Regions from separate parts of the Macaca mulatta genome. Here region 2 is linked to region 1. Evidence: chromatin contacts called from public Hi-C data. All regions are on one chromosome and are shown on one strand. Each heading gives the region's core, a stretch centred on a gene start, on an enhancer-like site or on the middle of the called end of the contact. The rest is flanking DNA. Distances are from core to core; before and after follow the strand shown.

What was found. Hi-C and Micro-C count contacts between places; a contact is called where the count stands out from the background.
Region 2: a contact with region 1 is called in a Hi-C map of fetal cortex germinal zone, with 2.0 times the contacts expected there. The contact joins the promoter of TRIAP1 here to the enhancer-like site in region 1. A contact is called at or near these places in 2 of 14 Hi-C or Micro-C datasets (cortical neurons and fetal cortex germinal zone).

The regions. Positions count from the first base shown.
Region 1 is chr11:127,616,534-127,622,129 of T2T-MMU8v2.0, forward strand. All of the region lies in intron 4 of SIRT4 (sirtuin 4), which reads left to right. Among named protein-coding and RNA genes, the nearest start is that of PLA2G1B, 11 kb to the right of the region's middle. Within about 2 kb of position 2,063, at least 32 of the 40 cell types and tissues checked have an H3K27ac peak or open chromatin away from gene starts, as enhancers often do. A contact at or near this core is called in cortical neurons and fetal cortex germinal zone, where this site is marked.
Region 2 is chr11:127,755,137-127,761,079 of T2T-MMU8v2.0, forward strand. It overlaps TRIAP1 (TP53 regulated inhibitor of apoptosis 1), which reads right to left and starts at 2,496. Exons shown (of 2, transcript XM_015152966.3): 1 at 2,339-2,496; 2 at 118-1,104. The coding sequence starts at 2,485. The coding sequence ends at 1,021. It overlaps GATC (glutamyl-tRNA amidotransferase subunit C), which reads left to right and starts at 2,557. Exons shown (of 4, transcript XM_015152965.3): 1 at 2,557-2,674; 2 at 2,770-2,942. The coding sequence starts at 2,594. It overlaps LOC144333153 (a long non-coding RNA gene), which reads left to right and starts at 4,055. Exons shown (of 3, transcript XR_013401568.1): 1 at 4,055-4,223.

The DNA of each region.
Region 1 (5,596 bases), core at 813-3,312:
CACCGTGTTAGCCAGGATGGTCTCCATCTACTGACCTCGTGATCCATCCGCCTCGGCCTCCCAAAGTGTACCTGTTTGTCTCTTTTAAAAAACATTGCAGCCGGGCGCGGTGGCTCAAGCCTGTAATCCCAGCACTTTGGGAGGCCGAGATGGGCGGATCACGAGGTCAGGAGATCGAGACCATCCTGGCTAACACAGTGAAACCCCGTCTCTACTAAAAATACAAAAAAACTTAGCCGGGCGAGGTGGCAGGCGCCTGTAGTCCCAGCTACTCGGGAGACTGAGGCAGGAGAATGGCGTGAACCCGGAAGGCGGAGCTTGCAGTGAGCTGAGATCCGGCCACTGCACTCCAGCCTGGGTGACAGAGCGAGACTCCGTCTCAAAAAAAAAAAAAAAAAAAAATTGCAAACAGGGCTCAGTGGGAGGCCGAGGTGGGCCGATTACCTGAGGTCAGGAGTTCCAGACTAGCCTGGCCAACATGGTGAAAACCGTCTCTACTAAAAATACAAAAATTAGCCGGGCGTGGTGGCCAGTGCCTGTAATCCCACTACTTAGGAGGCTGAGGCTGAAGAACTGCTTGAGTCGAGGAGGCAGAGGCTGCAGTGAGCCAAGATCATGCCACTGCACTCCGGCCTGGGTGACAGAGCAAAACTCCGTCTCAAAAAAAAAAAAAAAAAAAAAAAGGCCAGTCAGTGCGGTGACTCACACCTATAATCCCAGCACTTTGGGAGGCCGAGGCGGGTGGATCATGTGGTCAGGAGTTCGAGCCCATTCTGGCTAACACAGTGAAACCCCGTCTCTACTGAAAAATACAAAAAATTAGCCGGGCATGGTGGTGGGTGCCTGCAGTCCCAGCTACTCGGGAGGCTGAGGCAGGAGGATGGCGTGAACCTGGGAGGCGGAGCTTGCAGTGAGCCGAGATAGCGCCACTGCACTCTAGCCTGGGCGACAGAGTGAGATTCCATCTCAAAAAAACAACAACAACAACAACAAAAAAAACTACTACTACTACTACTAATAGGCCCAGCGCGGTGGCTCACATGAGTCTGTAATCCCAGCACTTTGGGAGGCCGAGGTGGGTAGATCACCCAAGGTCAGGAGTTCGAAACCAGCCAGACTGACCAACATGGTGAAACCCCCTCTCTACTAAAAACACAAAATCAGCTGGGCATGGTGGCCGGCGCCTGTAATCCCAGCTACTTGGGAGGCTGAGGCAGGAGAATCTTTGAACCTGGGAGGCGGAGGTTGCAGTGAGCTGAGATCGCACCATTGCACTCCAGCCTGGGCAACAAGAGCAAAATTCCATCTCAAAAAATAAAATAAAATAAAAATAATAGTAATAAAAAGTAAAAAAAAAAAAAAAATAGAAAAAGATGACAAACCAAGGCTTGCTTAATGTAATAAAGACTTTCTAAAGAAAAATTTAAGTGCATTATCCTTTCCTCTCCTTCCCCTTAGGAAAATAATATTTATTGAACATTTACTATACAACAAGCACTTAGAAAGCATTTACACAACATATTTGCACACTTAATTCCCCCAACCCTACAATATGGGCACTATTATTTCGGGTAACCTGCCCAAGGTCACCAAGAGGGTGACTAGGCCAGGAATGAAGGCCAGTCCAGTTCTGAGTTCGCTCTCGGACTTTCTGCTGTAGAAACCCGGTGGGGTAACAGCAGCTGTACCTGGGGAAGAAGGACAAAGCTCAAGAAACTTCCAGAAGTGACCCAGGCTGGGTTGTGAAAGGTAAACATGCCTTCACCAGGTAGGAAAAGGTAGGAAACAACATACAAAAGCATGGAGGTTAGACCAGCAAATCTCTTCGGTTTTTTTTCCCCCTTCAATGTGGGGGTGGAAATTTAAGTGTAGATTTGGGGCGCCTCAGAGGCCTGTGGCTCGCCCAACATCCCCTCGCCTCTCCGCTTGGCCATCTGTTCTCTCAGCTCCCCTTTGTTCCCCGCACCCCACTTTCCCTACCCGCTAATCCGTCCCCGGGATAAAAGCAATGAAGGCGATGCCCACAGGAAACCGGCAGGGGGAGCTGGGGGACAGGGAAGAGCGACCCGGAGAGTCACATCCACGTGAGTTCGCCCTCTTTTCACACTCTAGCGCCCATTCTGTCCTTCCTGCTGGATTCTGGCTCAGGAGAAGAGCGCCGCCAGGACCCCAGGAAGCTACAGACGGGACCCTCTGCCACCTCACGCGGACGCCACTGGGGGTGGGGGTGACCATTACCAGCCACTGCGCCTGCGCCAACTCAGGTTTCCTGGGCGAGCCAGAGGGGCGGGGCCTGGGCCGGGGAGGGGCATAAATAGACGGGGGGGGGGGGTGCTGGGCCGCTATTGACCAATAGAAAAGAGAGATCGAGAGCGACGTGCTCATAAGATATCCAATCACAATCACATCCTTTGGCGGAGGATGGGGGGCGGTGGACTAGAGGTTGATCGGGTTGGTCACACAGCATCACGTGCCATGAAAAGGTAAATACGGCCACGTGGCTTTTTCTCCTTGGCTTCGGCGAAACAGTAGGTCACACTAACTTCGCTGAACAATTATTTAACGAACATATGTGATACGGTAGACATTGCGAAGACAATGTGGTTGCTGGAATTTGTAATCTCTCCATCAAATTACTCTATCCAGCTTATTTCCTTATTTCTTCATTCAAATCATCCTAGCCATTAAATTAGTTTTGCATATCCTACTTTCATACAAATGTTCATTTAAAGATTATTAAGGGAATTTATTCTCTTTCCCGAGCCTTGATGATGAAAAAGAGGTGGGTTATTTTGTTGTTGGTTTTATGTTTGTTTTCTTTTTTCTTTTTTTTTGAGATAGGGTCTCTTTCTGTCACCCAGGCCAGAGTGCAGTCTCACTGCAGCCTCAACCTTCAGGGCTCAGGTAATACTCCCATCTCGCCTGTAGCTGGGACTACAGCCATGCAACACCTTGTTGATTTTTTGTAGAGACGGGATTTCACTGTGTTGTCCAGGCTGGACTCAAGCAAGCCTCGGCTTCTCAAAGTGCTGGAATTTACAGGCCTGAGCTACCACACCCGGCCCAAGAGATAGATTTTTACATCAGAGGATATCTTTAGGGCCTTTAGTAGCCCTGTGACTGCTCTCTCTCTTGTTTGTTGTGTCATCTTAAAAAAAAAAAAAAAAAAGTAAGCACCATTTTCCTAAAAGCCAACTTTTCTTCCATCCAACAGGGACTTGCAATTTCTTTTCACTGAAGAAATACTTTTTTATGGCCTTCACAGTTCGTTGAAGACTAAGGCCAGGTCTAACTTGATTTTGCATCCCTTGAAATTCTTCATAGCACAGTATGCAAAGAAGGGTTCTTCAGTTTATGCTTGTTGAATTTGAATTTGAGAATAGTTCCATTCTTGCCTGCCAAAGAATTAAAAAGACCCTGAGCACTGATGACCAACGCTTCATTTAGCATTCAGCAATCATTTATTGAGTGTCTCCTATAGGCAGGTAGAGAAACAAAAGTGGCTAAGACACCTCACTCTGCCTTCAACAAGTTCACAATCTGATAGCACTTCTCTGAATTATCTGGATTTGGGTTCCAAGGTCAGCTGTGCCACCCAGGAATGACTTTTGGCAATCCCTTGCATCTTTAAGCCAGTTTCCTTATCCATCAGATGTGGATATAACAGTACCTACAACTATAGAACTTCAAGGATGACAAGGTTGGCCGGGCGCGGTGGCTCAAGCCTGTAATCCCAGCACTTTGGGAGGCCGAGACGGGCGGATCACGAGGTCAGGAGATCGAGACCATTCTGGCTAACACGGTGAAACCCCGTCTCTATTAAGAAATACAAAAAACTAGCCGGGCGAGGTGGCGGGCGCCTGTAGTCCCAGCTACTCGGGAGGCTGAGGCCGGAGAATGGCGTAAACCCGGGAGGCGGAGCTTGCAGTGAGCTGAGATCCGGCCACTGCACTCCAGCCTAGGTGACAGAGCGAGACTCCGTCTCAAAAAAAAAAAAAAAAAAAAAAAAAAAAAGGATGACAAGGTTATTGTGCAAAAGACATGACACCATCTGGAGCATACAGTGTAATATATATAAGGATGCCAGTTTGAAGAGTAGGAAAAAAAGTCTCAGAGCAGACTGAATTGTAGACAGATACTAACACTAAATCATTGTCTTGTAGTCAGCCCCAAATACATTGTATACTCAGCATTTTGTATGGTTCCTGGCCCAGAGTAAGTGTTCAGTAAATAATCATTGGATGGATGACTAAAATGAGGGGCCGGGCACGGTGGCTCATGTCTGTAATCCCAGCACTTTGGGAGGCCAAGGTGGGCAGATCACGAGGTCAGGAGATCGAGACCATCCTGGCCAACATGATGAAACCCCATCTCTATTAAAATACAAAAAATTAGCTGGGTGTCGTGGTGCTCACCTGTAGTCCCAGCTACTGAGGAGGCTGAGGCAGGGGAATCGCTTGAACCCGGGAGGCAGAGGTTACAGTGAGCCGAGATTGCGCCACTGCACTCCAGCCTGGTGACAGAGTGAGAATCCATCTCAAAAAATTAAATAAATAAATAAATAAATAAAACGAGGGAGTAATTATGCCAAAAGGTAAGTCCATACACACTCCTTTCTTCAAATGGAAGAAGGTCTTTTACTGCCTACCACACACCCAGAAGTGGTGGCTGTTCTGTCAGTTTCCAGTGGTCTGAAACTGCTTAATGGTGCCTTTTGATAGTTCCTATGGTCTTTTCTCAACTTTGCTTTTTTTTTTTTTTTTTTTTTTTGAGACAGAGTCTCACTCTGTCACCCAGGCTGGAATGCAGTGACATGATCTTGGCTCACTTCTACTTTTGCCTCCAGGGTTCAAGCGATTCTTCTGTCTCAGTCTCCCGAGTAGGTGGGATTACAGGTGCACACCACCATGCCCAGCTAAATTTTGTATTTTTTAGTAGAGATGAGGTTTCGCCATGTTGGCCAGGCTGGTCTCAAACTCCTGGCCTCAAGTGATCTGCCCGCCTAGGCTTCTCGAAGTGCTGGGATTACAGGCGTAAGCCACTGCCCCTGGCCTAGCTCTGGTGAATTTCAATGTCAATATAGTCATAAATACTAACAGAGGAATTGAACTGAGTGACTTAGTGGTTAAGAGCTGGGGCACTGCCATCAGACAGACCTGGCCAAATCCTGATCTTGCCATTTGTGTGATCTTGGACAAATGACTTAACTTCTCTGAATTTGTAGTTCCTCATCCATGAAATATCAACATATCAATATCAATTGATATTCATATCAATATCACAGAACTGGTTTGAACATTTAATGAGATGAGATGTGGAAAACTCAGAACAAGGAAGTATGCAATAAGTGCTCAAGAAATGCAAGCTGTTATTGGTTTTTTGTTTTGTTTTGTTTTTGTTTGGGTTTTTTTTGTGTGTGTGTGTGTTTGAGATAGCGTGTCTCTTTGTCACCCAGCCTGGAGTGAGTGGCATGATGACAGCTCACTGCAGCCTCCAACTCCTGGGCTCAGGGGATCCTTCCACCTCAGCCTCCCTAGTAGCTTGAAACAGGGTCTCACTCTTTCACCCAGGCTGGAGTGCAGTGATGTGATCATAG
Region 2 (5,943 bases), core at 1,246-3,745, 140 kb after region 1:
GACAAGTCACTTTTTCTTCACCTTTAAGTTACAAAACTCTCCCTGGTGTATACGTGAGGTTTGTAGGGTAACAGGGTAATAGTTCCATAAAATGCACTGAGTTCCAGAGGCAAATAATGATAGAAACTAAATGTTACAATTTATTCCATCTTTAGGATTACAGACATTACAGGGCAGGATGAGTAAACAAGGCAAATAAAGCCAGCACCTTTAGCTTCCCCCCCCACCCGCCCACCATTTAACCAGATGCAGCATTTTAAGGATATGCAGGTTGACAATTCACTGACTTGGGTTGAAAGCTGGCAATAGCAGATCTTTGCAATTTAGGTTCTTCCTCCATAGCTATTCCAAATATCTTAATTCCTGAACTACACACTGAGAGCTCTGAAATGGTGGTCATTCCAACATTCTTGCAGCTTTCACATCTTAATCTGACACCTCTGGTGAAGGCAGGGAACTGTGTTAAAAGCTGTCTTCCTCTTTGCTAATCCAGGCCACCAGCAATCTTAACCATTAGTTACTATATAAAAATAAAAGTGTGCTCAAAAGCACTCACTGAAACTGTTGTGCCCAGATCCTTTTTCAGAGCATTAGTTCCCTGAGAGAAAAAAAGAGGTCTTAACCAATTGCTTTCATGAACGATGACCCCAGTACAGTGTATATGTCTTTCGCAGCAGAAATCAAGAGGTCAGGCAGCTCTGCTCATCCTGACTAGTTTATCATCGTTTGCATACAAGGTATATTTATGTAAAGCTGATTCCACACCAAGTATTGCAACCATAATCTCAAAAAATTGTTCAATTTTAGCACACTGAGTTCCTGCCAGATGCCACAGCAGGTAAGAAATCATCTCAAAGAGTTCATCTTTTACAACTGAGAGGAAAACATCGAAGGGGGAAATAAAACTCCTCTCTCCTAAGTTCCTCATCAAATCTGATGGCTAGGTTCACAGATTTAGTTGACAAAAATCCAGAGTCCTCAATTTCTGGATTGAGAAATCCTTCAAGGTGACTGTCAAGGTCAAGAAGAATTTTCAGACTTTTCTTTGCCATGGCCCATGAATTCCAATCCTTCAATAGGAATCTCTTTCTCCTTTATTGCTTTCTGGTAGGAGGAGAAAACACATTATAAGGATCTATATGAAGCTCAAGTTGCAAGCTTTGTAAATAAAATATGACAGCACAAAAGTAAAATCAAGCTGATTATAAAGACTTATAACCATGATTCAAACCACATACTTTTTAAAAAACAAGTACCAGTAGGGTGTGGTGGCTCAGGTCTATAATCGCAGCATTTTGGGAGACCAAGGCAGGTGGATCACTTGAGGCCAGAAGTTAGAGACCAACCTGGCCAACATGGCGAAACCCTGTTTATACTAAAAATACAAAAATTAGCTGGGCATGGGGGTGCATGCCTGTAATTCCAGCTACTCCGGTGGCTGAGGCATGAGAATAGCTTGAACCTGGGAGGCGGAGGTTGCCAGTGAGCTGAGATTGTGCCATTGCACTCCAGCCTGGGAGACAGGGAGACTCTGCCTCAAAAATAAAAACCAAAAGTACCATAATGAATAAATCAAGTGTAAGACCTGAGGGAGACTGGAAAAGGAGTTGTGAGGGAACCATTAAAATTAAGTGAAATTTGAAAAATAATCATCACTTTGTGTTGGTGAAAGACTTACTGGCTATGTGACCAACTAAATGGGATGAAGACAGCAACTACCTCGGGGAACTGCTGTGAGGATGTGTTGGGTTAACTTATTGGAAGTGCTTTGCCCAGTGCTGTTCTAACAATTCAAAGCAGTTCCACATCCATTGGGCCAGAATAAACATTTCCTAGTTGCAGTTGCGGGGACTGGTCAAGAGAGATAAACAGGCTAACGAAGGGTTTATAACATCAAAATAATGTGATCCTCCAGTCTGAAGTATAACCCCGCCCAGACCTCAGCTGTAATAGTGGAAAAGTGCACCACCTGCGAAAGAATCAAGGCAACCTGGTGCTAGTGAACTCGGATCAATCACTTCCTATTTCTGGGTGTTAGTTTTTTATGTATAAAATATGAGTAACTATACCCACCTTGCGAGTTTAGGATGAACACCAAATGAACCAAAAGATGTGACTGTGTGTCTTAAAAACAAAAGCACTGCACCAATATTTGTCATTCGGGGAGACACCCAAACGGCCTCGGTGGTGATGATAGGGGAGCGAGCTCCTGCCACTGACCTCACTGCGGCTTTTCTCCACCCTTCCAGTCCAGTCCCAACCCCCATAAAACACGACGAGTGTAGTGGGACACAGCGCGGAGAATGCGGGGCCTGGAAACAGAGGCGGAAGGGCTCACCTGAACACACTGCTGGTAGCGCTTGAAGAGGTCGGTGCACGGGTCCCCGGAGCTGTCCCCCTTGAGAAACTTCTCGGCGAACCAGCGATTGAAGCACTGGTCGTATTCGCGCTTCATGTCCGTGCATGCCTCCCCCACACTGTTCATGGCGACAGTGGTGTCGGCGGCGGCGGCAGCGCACTCTGATGTCATCACTCTTAGGCGCGTCGCTCGGCGTTACGCGCGGGCGCACTACGGGGGCCAAGGAAGGAAGAAATGTGGTCGCGGTTGGTGTGGCTGGGCCTTCGGGCCCCTCTGGGCGGGCGCCAGGGCTTCACGTCCAAGGCGGATCCTCAGGTAAAGGCCAGGGCCATCTAGGCGGGTGGCGGAGCAAGCCGGGAGGCACACCGGGGCGCCGGTGAACCACACTCCGTGCCTCATTCCTCCTCCAGGGCAGTGGCCGGATCACGGCCCAGGTGATCGAGCACCTGGAGCGTCTAGCGCTTGTGGACTTCGGCAGCTGCGAGGCAGTGGCGCGACTGGAGAAAGCTATCGCCTTCGCCGACCGGCTACGTGCGGTGGACACTGACGGGGTGGAGCCCATGGAGTCGGTCCTGGAGGACAGGTAAACTCGAGGCTGCAGCCCCGAAGCCTTGAGCGTGGCCCGTTCGCAGCCGTTTAATGTGACGATTAGCGAACAATTTTCCAGGGGGTTAAAGAGCGTTAGCGAGATTCAGGAACTTGCCCACGGTCACCTCGCGAGTCAGTGGCTTCACTCTTCCCCTTGTTCATTACGGATGCTCTCGCTCGTGTCGTCCTAGTGTAAGTAGAAACAAAACCCAAACTGCTCATCATCGCCTTTGTGTTTTTTTTCTTGAGACGGAGTCCAGACTGGAGTGCAGTGGCGCGATCTCGTCTCACTGCAAGCTCCGCTCCCGTGTTCAAACAATTATCTTCCTCAGCCTCCCGAGTAGCTGGGATTACAGGCGCCTGACACCACGCCCGGCTAATTTTTTTTTGTATTTTTAGTAGAGACGGGGACGGGGTGTCACCGTCTTGGCCAGGCTGGTCTTGAACTCCTGACCTCGTGATCCGCCCGTCTCGGCCTCCCAAAGTGCTGGGATTATAGGCGTGAGCTACCGCGCCTGGCCTAATTATCGCCTTTGAGCCCCTACTCCATAGAGTCCCTGCCTGCTCACTCAGACATACTCTTCTCAGTACCCTCCTTGGCTACCTTGACTGCGTCTCCAGCAAGACAAGTTCTTTCCCTCTCTAGATCTTTGCACTGACCCTTCGTTTTTTCCTGCCTCTCAGTATTTGCATGGCTGCCTCCCTCTTGGCACAGGTCTCAGCTTATCTTCTGGGAAAGGGCTTTCCTAACCACTGCAAATCCCTTCTCCCCTTCTGGTTAGTAACACATCCTATTGGGTTTTTTCCTCTAACATTTTAATGGACTTTTGTTCATTTGTTATATCTCTTTTATTAAAATGTGAGCACTTTATGAGATTTGGTTCCGGTTGCATTCCTGCCTCGAATTTTTATTTTTATTTTTATTTTTTTATTTTTTTGAGACGGAGTCTCGCTCTGTCACCCAGGCTGGAGTGCGGTGGCTGGATCTCTGCTCACTGCAAGCTCCGCCTCCCGGGTTTACGCCATTCTCCTGGCTCAGCCTCCCGAGTAGCTGGGACTACAGGCGCTCGCCACCTCGCCCGGCTAGTTTTTTGTACTTTTTAGTAGAGACGGGGTTTCACCGTGTTAGCCAGGATGGTCTCGATCTCCTGACCTCGTGATCCGCCCGTCTCGGCCTCCCAAAGTGCTGGGATTACAGGCTTGAGCCACCGCGCCTGGCCTTTTATTTTTATTTTTTGAGATGGAGTCTCACTCTTATCACCCAGGTTAGAGTGCAGTGGCATGATCTCAGCTCACTGCAACCTCCACCTCCCAGGCTCAAGAGATCCTCCTACCTCAGCCTCCAAGTATAGGACCACAGGCTCATGCCACCAGGCCTGGCTAATTTTTTTTTTTTTTTTTTTTTTTTTGAGATGGAGTCTCGCTCTGTCGCCCAGGCTGGAGTGCAGTGGCCGGATCTCAGCTCACTGCAAGCTCCGCCTCCCGGGTTCATGCCATTCTCCTGCCTCAGCCTCCCCAGTAGCTGGGACTACAGGCACCCGCCACCTCGCCCGGCTAGTTTTTTTTTTGTGCTTTTTAGTAGAGATGGGGTTTCACCGTGTTTGCCAGGATGGTCTCGATTTCCTGACCTCATGATCCGCCCATCTCAGCCTCCCAAAGTGCTGGGATTACAGGCTTGAGCCACCGGGCCCGGCCGCTAATTTTTTATATTTTTTATAGAGACAGGATTTTGCCATGTTCTCCAGGCTTGACTCTTGAGCAAAGGTGATCCACCCACCTCAGCCTCCTAAAGTACTGGGATTACAGGCATGAGCCACAGCGCCTGGCCCAGTGTTTGATTCTTTCAAATCTCTTCTCTACTTTGCAATTTTCTTTTTCCTTTTGGATGGGGTCTCACTATATTGCCCAGGCTGGTCACAAACTTCTAGACTCAAGAGATCCTCCTGCCTCAGCCTCCCAAATAGCTGGGACTGTAGGTGTGCACCACCACACCTGGCTAATTCTTAAATTTTTGTAGAAACAGGGTCTTGCTATGTTGCCCCGTCTGGTGTCAAACTCCTGGTCTCAAGCAATTCTCCTGCCTCAGCCTCCCACTTCCTAAAGAAAGTCTAACTTTTTTTTCTTTTTTTTTTTGAGATGGAGTCCTGCCCTCTGCCCCATTGCCCATGCTGGAGTACAGTGGCACGATCTCGGCTTACTGCAACCTTCACCCTCCAGGTTCAAGTGATTTCTGTGCCTCAGCCTCCGGAGTAGCTGGGATTATAGGCATCCGCCACCACACTCAGCTAATTTTTGTATTTTTAGTAGAGGTGGGGTTTCACCATGTTGATCAGGCTGTTCTCGAACCCCTGGCCTCAAGTGATCTGCCCATCTTAGCCTCCCAAAATGCTGGGATTACAGGCGTGAGCCACTGTGCTGGCCAAAAAAGTCCATTCCTTTTTTTTTTTTTGAGACAGTTTCACTCTTCCACCCAGGCTGGAGTACAGTGGTGCAATCTCAGCTCACTGCAACCTCTGCCTTCCGGTTTCAAGCAATTCTCTTGCCTCAACCTCCAGAGTAGCTGGGACTACAGGCGCCCGCCACCATGCCCAGCTAATTTTTGTATTTTTAGTAGAGATGGGGTTTCACCACATAGGCCAGGCTGGTCTCGAACTCATGACCTCGCAATCTGCCCGCCTTGGCCTCCCAAAGTGCTTGGATTAATAGGCGTGAGCCACAAGTCTTCATTCTTTTATACTTGATTCTCTACCTGTGGCTCTCATGATATCCAAAAGGACTGATTTATAATGTATTTATACATCTATTTAAGGGATGTGTTGAGTCTCTGCCCCTCTGCTGCTCACCCACCTTCCACAGCATGTCTGTTTTTCCTCATCATATTCTCAGTGGTTGGCACTGAATATTCGGTAAATATTTTTGTTTTTTTTTTTTTTTGAGATGGAGTCTCACTGTTGCCCAGGCTGGAGTGCAGTGGCGCGATCTCGGCTCACTGCAAC